Regions from separate parts of the Mus musculus genome. Here region 2 is linked to region 1. A link is a contact called in public promoter capture Hi-C data. All regions are on one chromosome and are shown on one strand. The core of a region is the stretch at or near the end of the contact, and the rest is flanking DNA. Distances in the headings are between cores, read along the strand shown. Region 1 holds the start of Zfp799 (zinc finger protein 799). Region 2 holds the start of Zfp763 (zinc finger protein 763).

Region 1 (6,897 bases), core at 4,076-6,575:
AAAGGCTGGGATACTGGTACAAGTTGTTGAACTGTACGTTACTGCTGGTAATTATGGGACTGTGAAAGGCAGTCTGTTTTCTGGTCAAGCTAGGTTTAAACTCTGGAGACCCAGGAGATAAATCTACAAGGAACAGAAGGAAGTTTGCCACCCTCTCAAACACTAGGCTCCTGACACAAGGCCTCAGCTCCATAATTCTGTGGCCATCAGTCACATAGGGCAACTCCCCAAACCCATCGTTTTCTGTCCAGACTCCACTCCCACAGTTACCTGGCAATACTCAGCTAGGCCTGGCCCACTATAAAAGTGGCTGCTGCCCCCCTTCTCTTCCTCTCTCTTTCTCTCTCTTTCTCTCTTTCTTTCTCTCTCTCTCTCTCTCTCTCTCTCTCTCTCTCTCTCTCTCTCCCTCTCCCTCTCTCTCTCTCCAATTTTTTATTAGACATTTTCTTCATTTACATTTCAAATGCTATCCCTAAAGTCCCCTATACCCTCCCCCCGCCCTGCTCCCCTACCTACCTACTCCCACTTCTTGGCCCTGGCATTCCCCTGTACTGGGACATATAAAATTTGCAATACCAAGGGGCCTCTTTCCCAATGATGGCCAACTAGGCCATCTTCTGCTACATATGCATCAAGAGACACGAGCTCTGGGGGTATTGGTTAGTTTGTATTGTTGTTCCACCTATAGGGTTGCAGACCCCTTCAGCTCCTTGGGTACTTTCTCTAGCTCCTCCATTGGGGACCCTGTGTTCTATCCAATAGATGACTGTGAGCATCAACTTCTATATTTTCCAGGCATTGGCATAGCCTCACAAGAGACAGCTCTATTAGGGTCCTTTCAGCAAAATCTTGCTGGCATATGCAATAGTGTCTGGGTTTGGTGGTTGTATATGGGATGGATCCCCGGGTGGGTCAGTCTATGGATAGTCCATCCTTTCGTCTCAGCTCCAAACTTTGTTTCTGTAACTCCTTTCATGGGTATTTTGTTCCCTATTCTAAGGAGGAATGAAGTATCCACACATTGGTCTTCCTTCTTCCTGATTTTCTTGTGTTTTCCAAATTGTATCTTGGGTATTCTATGTTTCTGGGCTAATATCAACTTATTAGTGAGTGCATATCAAGTGAGTTCTTTTGTGATTGGGTTACCTCACTCAGGATGATATCCTTCACATACATCCATTTGCCTAAGAATTTCATAAATTCATTGTTTTTAATAGCTGAGTAGTACTCCATTGTGTAAATGTACCAGATTTTCTGTATCCATTCTTCTGTTGAGGGATATCTGGAATCTTTCCAGCTTCTGCCTATTATAAATAAGGCTGCTATGAACAATATTGGAACTCAGAAATCCGCCTGCCTCTGCCTCCCGAGTGCTGGGATTAAAGGCGTGCGCCACCACGCCCGGCTACCATGCAGTTTTTATCACAATTGCTCTGTAGTACAGCTTGAGGTCAGGCATGGTGATTCCACCAGAGGTTCTTATATTGTTGAAAATAGTTTTTGCTATCCTAGGTTTTTTGTTATTCCAGATGAATTTGCAAATTGCCCTTTCTAACTCAGTGAAGAATTGAGTTTGAATTTTGATGGGGATTGCATTGAATCTGTATATTGCTTTCAGCAGGATGGCCATTTTGACTATATTAATCCTGCCAATCCATGAGCATGGGAGATCTTTTCATCTTCTGAGATCTTTTTTGATTTCTTTCTTCAGAGACTTGAAGTTCTTATCATACAGATCTTTCACTTCCTTAGTTAGAGTCACACCAAGGTATTTTATATTATTTGTGACTATTGTGAAGGGTGTTGTTTCCCTAATTTCTTGCTTGTCCCGTTTATCCTTTGTGTAGAGAAAGGCCACTGGTTTGTTTGAGTTAATTTTATATCCAGCTACTGCACTGAAGCTGTTTATCAGGTTTAGGAGTTCTCTGGTGGAATTTTGGGGGTAACCTATATATACTATCATATCATCTGCAAATAGTGATATTTTTACTTCTTCCTTTCCAATTTGTATCCCCTTTATCTCCTTTTGTTGTCGAATTGCTCTGGCTAGGACTTCACGTACTATATTGAATAGATAGGGAGAGAGTGGACAGCCTTGTCTAGTCCCTGATTTTAGTGGGATTGCTTCAGGTCTCTCTCCATTTAGTTTGATGTTGGCTACTGGTTTGCTGTATATTGCTTTTATTTTGTTTAGGTATGGGCCTTGAATTCCTGATCTTTCCAAGACTATTAACATGAAGGAATGTTGAATTTTGTCAAATGCTTTTGTAGTGTCTAGTGAAATAATCATGCAGTTTTTTCTTTGAGTTTGTTTACATAGTGGATTACGTTGTTGGATTTCCATATATTGAGCCATCCCTGTGTCCCTGGCATGAAGCCTACTTGATGGTGGTGAATGATCATTTTGTGAGTTCTTGGATTCGGTTGGCAAGAATTTTATTGAGTATTTTTGCATCAATGTTCATAAGGGAAATTGGTCTGAAGTTTTCTTTCGTTGTTGGATCTCTGTGTGTTTTAGGTATATGCATAATTGTGGCTGCATTGAACTAAATGAGTAGTGTTCCTTCTGTTTCTATTTTGTGAAACAAATTTTGAAGAGTATTTGTATTCTTTGAAGGTCTGATAGAATGCTTTACTAAACCCATCTGGTCCTGGGCTTTTTTTTTTTTTTTTTTGCTTGGGAGACTATAAATGGCTGTTTCTATTTCTTTAGGGGTTATGGGACTGTTTAGATGGTTTATCTGATCCTGATTTAACTTTGGTAATTGGTATCTGTCTAGAAAATTGTCCATTTCATCATAATTTCCAGTTTTGTTGAGTATAGGCTTTTGTAGTAGGATCTGATTTTTTTGTTTTGTTTTGTTTTTTGGATTCCTCAGTTTCTTTTGTTATATCTCTCTTTTCATTTCTGATTTTGTTAATTTGGATACTGTCTCTGTGCCTCTGGTTAGGCTGGCTAAGGATTTATCTATCTTGTTGAATTTTTCAAAGAACCAGCTCCTGGGTTTGTTTGTTAAAGAATTAACAAAAAACTATACAAAAATATAGCTCTTTTTGTTTCTGCTTGGTTGATTTCAGCCCCAAGTTTGATTATTTGTTGCCATCTACTCCTCTTGGGTGAATTTGTTTCCTTTTGTCCTAGAGTTTTTAGGTGTGCTGAAAGCTGCTAGTGTATGCTCTCTCCAGTTTCTTTTTGGAGGCACTCAGTGCTATGAGTTTTCCTCTTAGCACTGCTTTCATTGTGTCCTATAATTTGGGGTAATGTTGTGCTTTCATTTTCATTAAATTCTAAAAAGTTTTTTCTTTATTTGTTCCTTGTCCAAGTTATCATTGAGCAGAGTGTTGTTCAGCTTCTATGGGTATGTCGGCTTTCTGTTGTTTTTGTTGTTGTTGAAGACCAGCCTTAGTCCATGGTGATCTGATAGGGTGCATGAGATTATTTCAGTCTTCTTGTATCTGCTGAGGCCTGTTTTGTGATGGATTATATGGTCAGTTTTGGAGAACATACCATGAGGTGCTGAGAAGAAGGTATATCCTTTTGTTTTAGGATGAAATATTCTGTAGATATCTGTTAAATCTATTTGGTCCATAACTTCTGTTAGTTACACTGTGTCTCTGTTTAGTTTCTGTTTCCATGATCTGTCTATTGCTGAGAGTGGGGTGTTGAGCTTTAGTGAAGTTTCTTTTATGAATGTGGGTACCCTTGCATTTGGAGCATAAATGTTCAGAATTGAGAGCTCTTCTTGGTAGATTTTTCCTTTGATGAGTATGAAGTGTCCTTCCTTATCTTTTATGATAATTTTAGGTTGACAGTCAATTTTATTTGATATTAGAATGGCTACTCCAGCTTGTTTTGGGGACCATTGTCTTGGAAAATTGTTTTGCAACCCTTTTCTCTGAGGTAGTGTCTGTCTTTGACACTGAGGTGCAATTCCTGTATGCAGCAAAATTCTGGATTGTTTATGTATCCAGTCTGTTAGTCTATGTCTTTTTATTGAGGAATTGAGTCCATTGGTGTTAAGAGATATTAAGAAATAGTGATTGTTGATTCCTGATATTTTTGTTGTTTGAGGTGGAATTATGTTTGTGTGGCTGTCTTCTTTTGGGTTTGTTGAAAGAAGATTACTGTCTTGCTTTTTCTAGGGTGTACTTTCCTTTCTTGTGTTGGAGTTTTCCTTCTATTATCCTTTTTAGGTCTGGATTTTTGGAAAGATATTGTGTAAATTTGTTTTTGTCATGGACTATCTTGCTCTCTCCATCTATGGTAATTGAGAGTTTTGCTGGATATAGTAGCCTGGGCTGGCATTTGTGTTTTCTTAGGGTCTGTATGACATCATATTTCTTACTGTCTTAGCTGAAGAATCAAAAAAGGAAAAAAAAATCTAATGAAGGTAGAGATCTCTGTAGAAGAGGCAGTGTAATGTTTGTAAGACCAGAGGAGATGGGTGACTTCAAGAAAACAGTGTTTTCCAGATAAGCAGGGTTGGTGCACATAAGAACTCAGAGAGACAGTGGCTACATGTACAAGACCTACATAAGTTCAATAAAGTTAGACAAAAATCCCAGCCCAGGGAAGGGGAAGTGGTAGCAAAGTCCCACTCCTAATCAAGATGCTAGGAGAGCGAAAATTGTTTTTCCTTAATGGAGTGACACAGGGAACATCAACCACACTCCAAATGAGGCCCCGTATGTGGGAGCAGCTGGCCAACACAAAGCAGAAATTTGTTGTCGCTTGCTTGTTTGATGAGATGATACATGAGGGGGTTTGGAAGACCTGTGCTTTTGAGGAAGGAGGCTGATTATTTTTATTTTTTTCATTTTATTATTTTGTGTGTGTGTGCAGGTATATTTTTCCTGCAGGTATGGTTTGTGCACCCATTGCATGCATGGTGCCCTTGGAGGCAAAAATAGGGCATCAGGCATCAGATCCCCTGGAATTAAGAGTTACAGACAATTGTGAACCACGATGAGGTTCTGGAAAGCCAACCCGAGTTCTCCAGAAGAACTTCAAAGGAGCCATCTCCCTAGCCCCAACCCTTTGACTTTTGCCCTTCTGGGATCATCAAAATATCTTGTGTGGTGATATTGAAACATGAGCTATAAATAAATGTACCAAAAAGGAACGATAAAAGTAGTGCATCTGAGAAAAAACCTTGGTGGGGCCAGGTGCTCTCCAGAGTAGGAACCAGGGTCAACTGTGAAGTCTTCCAGGGAGGAAGGAGATGTTTCTATTGTCACTCAGGATTCAGGAGGCAGGCTCACGGATTGTTGGCCAATCAAGGAGAACGTTTGGTAGCTGTGTGAACTGCCCAATGAGGAGTTTCGGTCTTCGGTGACGTAGAAAGCACAACATTTGGGGTGCCATTGTGTGTCCCCGCCATATTGTCGTCCTGTGTCTTTGACTGCGGCCCCCAGGTCTCTCTCCTCGGTATCTCTGTCCCCCCTACTGACAGCGGGAATCGCAGGAGGTCACCTGGACACCCGGTGACTGGAAATGGTGCGTGCGCAGGCTGTAGGGAGGAGGCTACTGTAAGCGGAGGCGGCAGTGGGGACGCGGCCTTCCAGGGCAGCTGAGTCTGCATCTCATCTGCTCTGCTGGGCCGCGCTGCCCGGGTCCCTCTGGATGGAGCTGGACCAGCAGGCAGAGCTGCGGTCCTGTCCTTTGCTGAGAGCTCAGTGCTGCGGGGTCTCAGGTCAGCTGGGCGCTTGCAGCCTGCGTCTCCGCAGTCTGGGAGGTGTAGGCGGAGAGTCGTGGGGAACCGTGGGTTTGGGCTCTTGTAAGGGGATTTGTAGGAAAACCGCGAGGTGAGCCCGGGTTCTATGCACGTTGTCAAAAAAAAAAAAAAAAAAAAAAAAAAAAAAAAAAAAGTAGGCTGCATTTATGTCTGCTCAGTGTCCCAATTTACTTAACAGTCAGTCATTTCTCAGCCTTTATCGGCTAGGATTTGATGAGTACACCTGGTTATCCTTGAGAGCTGGCCATTGGCAACCACGATGCATTTATCCCTATCTTAAGTATTACTATCAATAGGCAGGTAACACATGACCATTTAACACAATGGTATACAAAGTGCAAGTTACTAAATGGTTAGAAAGGCTGAAAATATAGGAGGTTCTCAAGTTGGAGGCAGAGAACTGGTAAGACTTATCAGTGAGGGTGTAGAATGTCCAATGCACGTTCCGAGCACAGGCTGTTGTTAGAAGGCCTGTTTGAAGTGAGCTGAGGTCCTAGAGCTGGAGTCCTAGGGTAGAGACGGGGCTTTTCCTGTGATAAGTTTTCTGGCTTTTGACAATTGACCCTATGACCCGTCAACCAGCTTGTTGCAGTTTCTATAGTCTCAGGCAGGGGGTTATATCTGGTTAGGCTGGTGAGTTTTATGTGCATGTATATATGATTTGGTATATTGTCAGGCGTCATTATTGAGACAGATTATTAAATTGTGCCTTTATTTGTTCTTTGTTGATATTGATATTCAGAATAAACCAGTGCAGAGTTTTTGCTTAACAAAACAGTCATGTAGGCCAGAAAGCTGATAGTTCCCAAAGCACAGAGTATCCCAGAACAGCCCCACCCCACCCTGTCTTCTCTCACATTTCAGTGACATCCGCTAGTCCTATGAGAACATGCCTATGGGTTTCACTCAAGGGAAGTTTCCTCTAAATTCCATGACTTGTATTCTTAGCCTAAGGATTCTTATAACTCTCAATAAATGCCTGACTTTCCAAACCCTTTTGACATTGCTGGACTTACTGAAAAGGAAAATTCACGTGCATGGCTTGCTCAGATTGGTCCTTATCATAAGTATTACTGGTCACGTGCATGGCTTGCTCAGATTGGTCTTTATCATAAGTATTACTGGTCACGTGCATGGCTCGCTCAGATTGGTTTTTATCATA
Region 2 (6,437 bases), core at 3,006-5,505, 200 kb before region 1:
CTTGATGTCTGGTATTATGTACCCCTTTCATTTCTTTTCTTTTTTTTTTTTTTTTTTTTTTTTTTTTTTGGTTTTTCGAGACAGGGTTTCTCTGTGTATCCCTGGCTGTCCTGAAACTCACTTTGTAGACCAGGCTGGCCTCAAACTCAGAAATTCGCCTGCCCCTGCCTCCCAAGTGCTGGGATTAAAGGCGTGCGCCACCACGCCCTGCTCCCCTTTCATTTCTTATTTCTCTAATTTGTATATTCTATCTCTGTCTTTTAATAAGTCTGCATATGTGTTTGTCTGTCTTGCTGATTTTCTCAAAGAACCAACTCTTTGTTTCATTGAACCTTTATTGTTCTCTTTGTTTCTATTTTATTGATTTTATGCCTGAGTTGATTATTTCTTGCATTCTACTCTTGATGTGATTAATTCTTTTTGTTCTAGAGATTTCATGTGGATTAAGTTGATAGTATAAGTTCTCTCCAGTTATCATTTAAAAAAAAAATGTGGGCACTTGATGCTATGCTATGAACTTGCCTCTTATAAGTGTTTTCATTATGTCCCATAAGTTTGGGTATGCTGTTCATTCGTTTTCATTGAATTCTACAAAGTCTTTAATTTCTTTCCTTATTTCTGTCTTGACCCATTCTCTTTTAGTAGAGAGTTGTTCAGTTTCCATTAGTTTGTGAGCTTTCTGTTGTTTTGTCGTTGTTGATATCCAGCTTTAATTTGTGGTCTGAAGAAAAGCATGGAGTTATCTCAGTTTTCTTGTATTCGTTGAGACTTGCCTTGTGTCCAAGTATTCAGTTTTGGAGAAAGTTTCATGAGATGCAGAGAAGATGATTTATTCTTCTGTGTTAAGATGAAAATTTCTGTAAATATCTGTTAGGTCCATTTGCTTTATAAGATCTTTTAGTTCCAGTATTTTTCTATTCATTTTTTGCCTGGATAACCTGTCTATTGGAGAGATTGGGTATTTGAAGTCTCTCACTATCAGTGTGTGAGGGACAATATGTGTGTTAAACTGTACTAGAATTTCTTTTACAAACTTTGGTATCCTTGTGTTTGGTACATAGATTTTAAGAATTGAAATGTCATCTTTGTGGATTTTTTTCTTCCAGTAGTATGAAGTATCCTTCTCTATCTCTTTTGATTACTTTAGGTTTGAAGTCTATTTTATTTGAAACTAAAATGGCTCCGCCAGCTTGCTTGTTAGGTTCATTTGCTTGGAAAATCTTTTTCTACCCCTTTACCCTGAGGTGATGTCAATTCTTGATCTTGAGGAGTTGTTCTTATATACAGCAGATGGTGGATCCTGGTTTTGCATCCATTTCGTTAGTCTGTCTCTTTTTATTGGGGGATTGAAACACTTAATATTTAGAGATATCAATGACCCATTGTTGATTCTTGTTATTTTGGTTGTGATAGTGGAGAAGAAGAGACAGAAACAGAGACATACAGACAGAGACTGTGTGTGTTTCCCTTTTTTTGATTTTGCAGGTCTGAGGTTATTTTATTCTCTGTGTTTTCATAGGTAAGTTAATCTTTATAGGTTGGAATTTTTCTTCTATCCAGGTCCTTCAGGTTTTTGGAGTCTCCATTGAGAAGTCAGGTATAATTCTAATATATATACCTTTATATTATAATTGGTCTTTTTCCCTTGCAACTTTTATTTTATTTTATTAGATATTTTCTTCATTTTCATTTCAAATGCTATCCCGAAAGTCCCCTATACCCTCACCACCACCACCCTGCTCCCCAACCCACCCACGCACGCTTCCTGGCCCTGGCATTCCCCTGTACTGGGGCATATAATTTTTGCAAGAACAAGGGCCTCTCCTCCCAATGATGGCCAACTAGTCCATCTTCTGCTACATATGCAGCTAGAGACACGAGCTCTGGGGGTACTGGTTAGTTCATATTGTTGATCCTCCTATAGGGTTGCAGACCCCTTCAGCTCCTTGGGTACTTTCTCTAGCTCCTCCATTGGGGGCCCTGTGTTCCATCCAATAGATGACTGTGAGCATCCACTTCTGTATTTGCCAGGCACTGGCATAGCCTCACACGAGACAGCTATATCAGGGTCCTTGCAACTTTTAATATTCTTTTTGTTGTTGTTCTGTATGTTTAGTGTTTTGATTATTATGTGGTGAGGAGACTTTCTTTTCTGGTCTAGTCTGTTTGGTGTTCTCTATGTTTATGGGCATGTCCTTTATATTAGGAAAATTTTTCTTTGATGGTCTTGTTGAAAATATTTTCTGGGCCTGTGAGGTGGGATCCTTCGTCTTCCTCTATTTTTATTATTCTTAGGTTTGATTTTTTTAATAGCCGTCCTAGATTTTCTGAATGTTTTGTATCAGGACGTTTTTAGATTTAGCATTTTCTTTGTCTAATGTATTCATTTTTTATTGTATCTTTAATACTTGACATCCTCTTGTATTCTGGTAGTGAAGTTTGCCTCTGTAGTGCATGTTTGAATTCATTATTTTTTTTAATTTCTAGAATTCCCTCAGTTTGTGTTTTCTTTACTGCTTTTATGTTCATTTTCAGGTCTTGAACAGTTAAATTTATTTATTTCCACGATTTGTGTGTGTTTTCTTGGCCATCTTTAGAGAATTTATTTATTTTCATCCCAAGAACATCTATCATCTTCATACAGTCAGTTTTATGGTCTTTTCATTGTGCTTCAGCTATGTCGGATTGAATATTCAGGGCCTGCTGTGGTTAGGATAGTTGGACTTTAGTGGAGACATGTTGTAGCCTCACTGTTATTGGTGGTGTTTTTATGATTAAGTGTAGGCATCTGATTTTGGATGAATTACAGATCCAGGTGCTGACTTCTGGATTTCTTTGTTGGATTTCTTTTGTTGGATTTCTTTTGTTGGATTTCTTTTGTTGGATTTCTTTTGTTGGATTTCTTTGTTGGATGGGTATTTCTCTCTTGGTTTCTAGTTCCCCTCCAGATTTTCTGAGTCTGGTGGGGGGAAGGGGACCTCATAAAATTGCAAAGCTTCTGTAAGGCAAAAGACACTGTCAATAAGACAAAAAGGTAACCAACAGAATGGGAAAAGATCTTTACCAATCCTAAATCTGATAGGGGGCTAATGTCCAATATATGTAAAGAGCTCAAGAAGTTGGACTCCAGAAAATCAAATAACTCTATTAAAAATTGAGGTACAGAGCTAAACAAAGAATTCTCACCTGAGGAATACCGAATGGCTGAGAAGCACCTAAATGAAGGTGTTGAAAGAGGTTGCCACCACCACCACCACCACCACAGGAAGCAATAGAAGGCATCCTCTGTGAGTTCCCAGACTTCCTAGTTGTCTCTACCTCAGCACTACAGAAGGGCTGTTTGTCACTGTGATGTTGACGGTTGTGATGTATGTGTATATTTGTAGATGTAGACATCCCTCTGGATTTTGAGCCAAGGAAATTTTTTGTCTGAATTGAAGAGTTACTCTATATATGTCTTGAATTCTATGTTGAATATTACTGCTATGTAACTTCGTGTTTCTGTAATTCAATAATTGTATTCATTGGTTGTTGCTCTAATTTTATTGATTAAAAAAATGGATTGGTTGAGTAGCAGTGCATAGTGGCCCACACCTTTAAATTCCAGCATTCTGGAAGCAAAGGCAGTTGGATTACTGTAAATCCGCGACAAGCCTGGTGTATATGGTGAGTACTTAGACAGCCACAGCTACATAGCAGAGATTCTGCCTCAAAACAACAATAAAAACAAGCAAACAAAATCAATAAATTGAAACATAACGTGTGAGAGAGCTTTACAACACTTTTACCTCATTCCAAAGTCATGAGTTTGCATAGTAGGATCTCCTGGTTCCTGTCTCTGGACAGATCTTTGATTCTGTGGGTCTTCCCATTAAGAACTTGAATCAAAAATGTGCAGGGCAAACTTGGACACTGTAATCAAAGCAGTAGAGGGCCCCAGAGTTCACAAGAACAAAGTGCATAAAGTAGCCTGTTCCCCTTAAAGGCAAAGTTATAAAACAGGTCGGAACCGGCTTAGTCCACTTAAAAAACAAAAGGAAAACAAACAAACAAACAAACAAAAAAACTGGCGTACAAAAGAATCCGCTATTCTAACTGCACTGGGAAAGAGGAATGTTATTAATTAAGGCATTTAAGCTCAAGGCTGTCACTATCTTTCCTCAATCAGGGATGCTGTTACTGCTATTCATGAACTGTCCAATGACGAACCGGTACATTCGGAAGGTCCCGCCCTTGCCGCCATGTTTGAGTCCTGTGTTGTTGAGAAGGTCTGTGGTGGTGTTGGGGCTGGACTATATCTCCTGTATTTAGGCCTATTAGGAAGAACACCTGGATGCATATGAAAGAGGAAATGGTGAGTATGCCTTGGGCTCCTGGAGTCGTAAGTGAAAGCTTTGTGACACTGCAGTCTGTGGCGCTGTTGCCTGCCGTTCCCTTGGTGCTGTGCAGCCTAGTGTGCCTTGGAGCGGGACACTGGAATTGTGCGCAGAGCAGGCGACCGGGCACCGGAGCCCGCTCTGTTCTGTCCTAGGGAAGCTACTTCGTTCCAGGCCCCTATCTTCATGGGGTTAGTCCTCACCTGGAACCTGCGCCTCCGCAGACACTGCAGCACTGCAGGTTGGTGACGCGGAGTCCAGACTGTGGTGTAAGGGGACTTGGGTGGTGTGAGCAGTTGCTCGTATGCCTTATAGGCATATCTCTGCTGCTTTCGATTCTTTTCTCTCATCGCCTTTGTAAATTATATTCTTCACAGTACTGCAGTTGAACACTAGGCCGGGAGAACTTATTAATCTCTCTCTCTCTCTCTCTCTCTCTCTCTCTCTCTCTCTCTCTCTCTCTCTCTCTCTCTGTGTGTGTGTGTGTGTGTGTGTGTGTGTGTGTGTGTGTGTGTGTGTGTGTGTGTGCGCGCGCGCGCTGCCCTTTAAAGATGAGATTAAAGAGTATTTAATTGTGCCGTCTGTGAGTAGGCCAAATTTTTCAATCTTAGAGAAAGTAGAGAAGTACAATGATGGGTTTTTTCCCCCTGACCATTTCTGAAGCCAAAATTCGGGTTTTTAAAAAGCTTTCCTAGACTTCGTTTTTGTGAGCCCTGTAAAGTAGATCAGGTGCTTGCCAATCTACATCGTTTGCTTGTGTGCTGGAGGCCGGTTCTCCAAATAGAAGAAATTGTGACTAAGAGTATTTGATCAGTATTTACCAGATGACATTCTTTTAGGGGTGTGGGGGAGTTGGTATTTTCAGTAGAATATTCATTTGAACAGTATTATTTCTGCCACTTCGTGGACTTGAGTATTCTATTTCTTTACTATTTGAAGTTGTCATCGCTGAAGTCTTTTTACCCTTTTACTGGGCTTTATTTCTAATTCTTTTCCCGTTACCATGAATGGTATTTTGTTTCTGATTTTCCCTTCCACTCTAGTCTTTATTGGAGTAGAGAAATGACATTGCTTACTGTATATTGATTTTATATCCTGCTATGCATAAAAAGTATTAAATAATACAAAGAAAATGACTACTTTTTAAAATTCTCTCTGTATTGTATTCATGCTCAAATTGATGGGAACGTTAGCAGGTACTAGGTAATTTTAGCTAATTATAAGTAAAATAACAATTTTAGCTAATTATAGGTAAAATAATGAGCAGTTACATACTAAAATGAGAAGGACCTTGGAGAGGGTAACATTGTTATGAAACATGGTTATAGTTATACTATTATTTGAAAATAAATTTAAATTACTTGTACAATGAATTTTTTTAAAGTCTTGGGACACAGTATTTAGAAAAGAGCATTTTTGATTTTCTAATAGAATTCAAAGAGAAAATAATACCAAAGTAAAATGAAAGTGTAGGATCTCAAGAGTCGGATGACTCAATTGTCAAGAATGCTTACCACTTTTGCAAGGGAACCTGGATTCTGTTCCCAGAGCCAGGTTGGGCAGCTCACAAACACTTGTAAATCCAACTCCTGACATTCTTCTCTGGCCTCTAGAGCCTGCACACAAATTGTAAACACACAACCATACACAGACACACATATTTTTTATGTGTATAAAAAATAAATTAAAAAAAAGGAAATCAAGCAAAATATAGTTATATAGTTTATTGCAATAAGAGTTACACATTAAAGACATACAAATGTTTGTTAACAATTGTCCATTCGAATGTCAGGTGTGTGTGTGTGTGTGTGAGTGTGTGTGCAAGCAAGTGCGCATGTGCCTGTGCCCATGTGAGGATGCATGCTCAAGCACACCACGTACAAGGGGGTGATTAGAGTAGAAGACCTAACTGTCTTCCTTATATGGGAAAAATAATCACATATAAGAGAAGGAGTTTAGAAATGGTGTTGAGGGGATTAAAAATATGAGCCATTGCTGATCATAGTGAAATCCTGAAATTCCAGCAGTTGCCTCTCAGTTAATGGTGGGGCTTTGGAAGCC

The links. Capture Hi-C pulls out chosen DNA fragments and counts their contacts.
Region 2: a promoter capture Hi-C map of adipose tissue shows a contact between it and region 1. The contact joins the promoter of Zfp763 here to the promoter of Zfp799 in region 1. A contact is called at or near these places in 4 of 39 promoter capture datasets (hippocampal neurons, liver and macrophages) and 3 of 9 other capture datasets (adipose tissue, liver and pancreatic islet).

What each region holds. Positions count from the first base shown.
Region 1 is chr17:32,828,689-32,835,585 of GRCm38.p6, reverse strand. Zfp799 (zinc finger protein 799) reads left to right here and starts at 5,325. Exons shown (of 4, transcript NM_177359.5): 1 at 5,325-5,497. The coding sequence starts at 5,495.
Region 2 is chr17:33,031,199-33,037,635 of GRCm38.p6, reverse strand. It overlaps Zfp763 (zinc finger protein 763), which reads left to right and starts at 4,255. Exons shown (of 4, transcript NM_028543.3): 1 at 4,255-4,354. The coding sequence starts at 4,334.